2 separate regions of the Zea mays genome follow, and region 1 is linked to region 2. The links are chromatin contacts, called in public Hi-C maps. All regions are on one chromosome and are shown on one strand. Each heading gives the region's core, a stretch centred on a gene start, on an enhancer-like site or on the middle of the called end of the contact. The rest is flanking DNA. Distances are from core to core; before and after follow the strand shown. Region 1 holds the start of LOC100193654. Region 2 holds the start of LOC100192729.

Region 1 (2,700 bases), core at 176-2,675, 430 kb before region 2:
CTCGCATGATTAAATGATGGAACTAAACTTAAATTTGGCATGCATTGTAAGATTTTATTCATCTATGATCTCTTATTTAATTAGGATGGTATCTACTTACACTTAGTAATTGTTAATAAAATTTTGATCAACTTATTAAAAGCAATGCTCAGTATTAACTATTTACCTTGGTAAGTCGTTCCCACCGTAAGTGAGCTCATGCATATTATTCCCCACACTTGCTGAGCGATGAACGTATGTGAGCTCACCCTTGTTATAATCACACTAGGTCAAGAACATGTACCACTGGAGGAGCATGAATGATGCTACGATAAGATTCAGAGAGGTCTAGGTCGTCGTCTCTCAGTCCACTATGGTTGTGAAGGATCGTGTCGTCACATGATGTAATTTATTTAGCTATTTTGTACAGAACTTTTATTATATAATAAAAATGTGACATTGATTATGTACCATGAACTATCATATGTGTGAGACTTGATCCTAGTACATATTCAATACACACCTGAGTTTGCCCTTAAATCCGGATGTGATAACTGTCGATAGCGGAAACAATAAAACATCGATTGAATTGTCTCAAACAAAAAAATGGTGTGACATGAATGCATCACTCAAGTTTTAAAAATTGCATTTCATAAATTTTCAATTTAAAAATAATGTGTGTCATACTCCACAAATTCAAACAAAAAATATTATTTAAAATAAAATTTGGCATTCAAAATTTTTTAGAATGTTACAGATGGGTGGACTCTCCTGACTTGTTACAGATACGGTGGACTCTCCTGACTTGTGTCATACTCCACAAATTCGATCAAGTTTTTCACTTTGTTGCTTTTGAATGATAGACTTGAGACTAGAAATATATCTTTAGAAGGACGAGTCAATTTCCACAAGACTGTCGTGATGACGTTGAAGGGACATTAGTATATCTCTTCCTTGATTTCTCGACTTTCTTCTATCATTAGATGGTTCATTTTGAATATTTAGTAGAGTGTGAAAGGCGTCATATTTCTCTATGCTCGCTAGTTTATTTTTAACTAAAACACAATAAATAAAAAAGAATAGATGAAATCACAAATAAATATAATACAATCGTTACTATTGGTTTCAGATTAAAACTAATGGTTTGAACTATTAAATTATAATCTATAGAGATAAAACAATATAAAATACTAAATCAGTAGAATTCGTTGCGGAAGGCAAACGAACAGTATCAAAGCCTAGTACCAATGGTATGTTTCGCTCGCAATGTTACGTGCGCTCGTAATGCATTTAGATGTGTTATAGACCTACTAGACAAGTATTTAGAGCTAGCAAAACTAAAATGACAAAGGAACAAATGACAAAAAAAAATCCGTAAAAGAAGACTGCAGGGCAGGCAGCCAGTGAAGAAGAAGGGAGGGGCGAGTCAGAGAGAACAAGTACAACAACATCGAGACCGAGACGGAACGGAGAACGGCCGCAGCTCAAACACCAGGCAAGCCCAACCCGACAGCAGTCAGCAACCTCGCACCACCACCTCCGTCGCAGCATCAGGCCAGCAGCCGCCGGCGCCGGGAGCCGTCGCGAAGCACCCCAGGCCTTGCCCCCTCCTGCAAACGAAGTGTTCCGTGAGAGCACGCTTCGGCGACATAGCGGCCACAGCTGCAGCATCCTGTGGAGACCGGCGAGAACAGCACCAGGAGCTGCTCCCGATCACTCCTGCAACACACGGCCTCGCCCGTGCCTGCGCGCGCGCAGAAGTAGCAAAGGTGAGAGCTCTGGGCCCCCGTTCCAATCCCCCCGCCTCTAACCGACCCCACGCGCGGTGCGGCTGCGGCCGGCAATGGCGGACCGGCGGCCAATGGCGGCCGCGCCAGTTGCCAGCGCAGCCTCGGACTCACTATTTGGGCGCCGGGGAGCTAGAATTCGGGTGCGGAAGCTTCGCTTTGGGGTCGGAATTGGGTGACCCGGATTGGATCAGAGAAGGCGAGCTGGGGATTGGGGAGTTTGAGCTCTACACTCGTGTGACTCGTGTCGTGGCAGGGTTTGGTGTTGCCGTGTAAGCTGTGCTGCGGTTTCTTTATTCCCTTTGTTTGGTCGATGTCTTCTTGCTCTGTGCACGGGTTCGAGCCTGAAAGTTTGAATTTCGTGCGAAACCCTAGCTGTATTGTCTCTTTGATTGAGATGACGTGGATTTGATCGGCAAACCTTGTGTTTGTGGAATTACATATATGATCTGAACTTTTCAACAGTATCTTAACACAATCTGGTCACTCTGGAGCTTGTTATTTGGGCTCTCTGTTTGGTGGATATTTGGAGATGTTGTTGTCCTTCGATTAGAAGTAAGACGATTTTACAGAATCAGGCTTATCTGGCAGCAGATGGTCACAATTTTTTTTGTGTGGACCTAGATTGGAGTGCTCTTGGTAATGTCATAGCTGGTTCGGTTTACCCCAGGAAAACATCAGATTGAATTTTGTGCTGTTGTGAATAAAGGCAGGTTGGTCACCTCAGGGAAACATGCCCCCTTTTTTCTCTTTAGTATCTGTTTCAGAATTGCTTTTCTTTTAGTTTAGAGTTGACCTGAACATGCCATTTTTAACGGAATTAGTAGTGTGAGTTCCTTTGTTTGTGGTTCATTTTCAACATGAGTTGGATTCCATTCCTACATTTGTTAAAGCTATGCTGGCCTGTATTGGATTACAAGAGTTTGTACCATTA
Region 2 (2,700 bases), core at 36-2,535:
TGTTGGTGAATCTTGGTATGGACATAGACATATTTGTGAAAAACTTATGAGATTTGTGTTTTTTTGTGAAATATGTGGTCTCTATTATGTATGTGATGATGATGTGATATCTGTGATGTATATGTGATGATTATGTGATATATCTTTTTGTTTGTTTGGATGGAATATAAAAAATAAATAAAAAAGAGGTATACTGGTCACTTTGCCGAGTGCTACACTCGACAAAGAGGCTCTATGCCGAGTGTCAAGGTCATAACACTAAGCAAAGAAGGCACACCTTGGCACCGGTAAAAGCCTCTTTGCGAGTGCTGTGGCCATGGCACTCGGCAAAAAAGCAAGCTTTGTCGAGTGCATCCTAGTGCACTCGGCAAAGGAACTGACAAAGGGGCCCGCTGGCGATCTCTTTGCCGAGTGTCTGTATAGTGGACACTCGGTACAGGCTCCGTTACCTGGCGTCGTGATGACGACTTTTCTTTGCCGAGTACCGAGTGACACTCGACAATTGCCGAGTGTCCGATAAAAAGTACTCGGCAAAGAAGCCGTTGTCGATGTACAGTTTGCCGAACTTTCTTTGCCGAGTGTTTTCCAGGCTTTACCGAGTATTTCAGACACTCGGTAAAGAAGTGATCCCGGTTAAGGCTGGGAAAAACCTCGGGCTCGGCGAGCCGGCTCGAGCTCGTTGTGGCTCGGGTAGGCTTGAGCCAGCTCACAAGCTGCGGGCGAGCCGAGCCAGTTTCGCAAGCTCGAAAAATTCCCGAGCCGAGCCAGCTCGCACAAGCTCGCGAGCCAGCTCGCGAGCCAAGCCCAGCGCGTGCACGTGTATCAGCGACCCAATACGAATAGGCCCACAAGGCCACAACCACCCAAAGCCCAGCGCGTGCGCCTGTGTCATGCTGGTGTGATCTCATGCGGGACATGCTTGCGAGCTAGCTCGAGTCGGACCCGAGCCGAGCCTATTTTGGTAGCTCGGTGTACCGGCGAGCCGAGCCAGGCTCGAGTCGTTTCACCTTCGAGACGCACCGAGCGGAGCCTGGCTTGACTCGTTTTCAGCCCTAATTCCGGTAGTGAGGACTAGCTCAACGTCGGGAAGCCGGGCCTGCTCCATGAGGTAGAGGGCCTTTTTAAAACAAAACATACAGTATAATGTGCAATTCATTATTAGTATTTAGTAGTACTACTACATGAACCATTCTTATTTTTTTTAGATTATTTTATCAAAATTTTATATTAACTCATTGACATGATTCAGCGCTGCCTATGCGCGCGAAGGGGCGCGTAAGATACTAGTATTTCTCTCTCTACGGGAGTTCCCTCTCCTTCGGTCCTTCGCGAGTCCAATGGCCGCCTCGCCCTCTTCACCCTTGACAGCGCCGCCAGAGCCGGTGACCCCGCCGTCCCCATGGACCATCACAGACGGAGCCATCTCTGGCACGCTCCCAGCAGCCGAGGCCTTCGCAGTGCACTACCCGGGCTACCCCTCCTCTCCCGCCCGCGCCGCCCGCACCCTCGGCGGTCTCCCCGGCCTCGCCAAGGCACTACTCCCGGAAATTCTAATCCATCTCCAGTTTCAGCCTTGCAGTGCGCCCGACCAAAGTGTACTGATGTTTGTCCGTGCGGCTCCTCCTCTCCCCCTCAGGTCCGGAGTTCCGATCCCGGCGCCCGCCTCGAGCTCCGCTTCCGCCCCGAGGACCCCTACTGCCATCCAGCCTTTGGCCAGTCCCGCGCCTCCACTGGCCTTCTGCTGCGCCTCTCCAAGCGCAAAGGAGCTGCGGCACCTTGTGCCCATGTGGTCGCTCGTGTCCGGACTGCTTACTACTTCGAAGGTAAGTGCTCCAGAGCGCAAAGCGTTCGGTGAAATGCCTCGTTTGCAGTCCCTATGGATTGGTTGATGTTGGAATTCTGCATGTTAGAACTTGTACATTTAAAAGTCATGGGCTGGGTTGGTCCAGTAGGATGATGGGAGGGCTTTAGACAGTTTGTTAATTTAATGTACGATACAAGCTTTCTTAAAAAAAAAACTCGGCTGGGGAGGGAAAGACCGCCCTCCCGGTATTCCATATAAGAAGAGACCGAAACAATGGTCCCGGCCGAGAAAATCCCCGAACGCTGGCCCCCATCACTAACGGACCGGCGTCAACGGTCCACTCTGCAACGGTCCAACCGGAGGGTGGCGCACATGACATCGCAACCCGAGAGTGGATGAGGCACAGCGAGGGGATTTTTTTAACCAAGCCTGAAAATTCGCTCCCGATAGGAATCAAACCCATGACTTGGAGGTGCTACTCGAAGTCCTTAACCGCTAGGCTAGAGGCCCGCCGATACAAACTTTCTTGCTACATCTCAACATATTTTTGTATCATTGTTTAGTGCCATACCTGAAGTTTTTGTAGAACTACTAGCACATATGAACTCTAATACCCCTAGTAGGTATTAACTTTATTTGATCCAATTGGCATACAAAATTGTATGGTCTCTGTTAGATCTAATCTTTGTTAATGATCTTAACTAACCTAAGGCATGAACAGACTACACTTACCTGGGATGGTCACAATACTCTATGGGCTGCTGACGTCCCCATGCCTGCTCCTAGCAGCAGGCATGGTGTCGATGATGAACTGGTCGCTGAAGATTCACGGTTCTTGTATATCACAGTCTTCAGAGTTCAGACCACACATGAGGTAACCTGATGGGGAGGTTATG

Evidence for each region. Hi-C and Micro-C count contacts between places; a contact is called where the count stands out from the background.
Region 1: a contact with region 2 is called in a Hi-C map of ear, with 3 times the contacts expected there. The contact joins the promoter of LOC100193654 here to the promoter of LOC100192729 in region 2. A contact is called at or near these places in 2 of 25 Hi-C or Micro-C datasets (ear and tassel).

Annotation. Positions count from the first base shown.
Region 1 is chr10:106,410,149-106,412,848 of Zm-B73-REFERENCE-NAM-5.0, reverse strand. It overlaps LOC100193654, which reads left to right and starts at 1,425. Exons shown (of 2, transcript NM_001138748.1): 1 at 1,425-1,748.
Region 2 is chr10:105,983,329-105,986,028 of Zm-B73-REFERENCE-NAM-5.0, reverse strand. It overlaps LOC100192729, which reads left to right and starts at 1,285. Exons shown (of 14, transcript NM_001137929.1): 1 at 1,285-1,532; 2 at 1,637-1,823. The coding sequence starts at 1,338.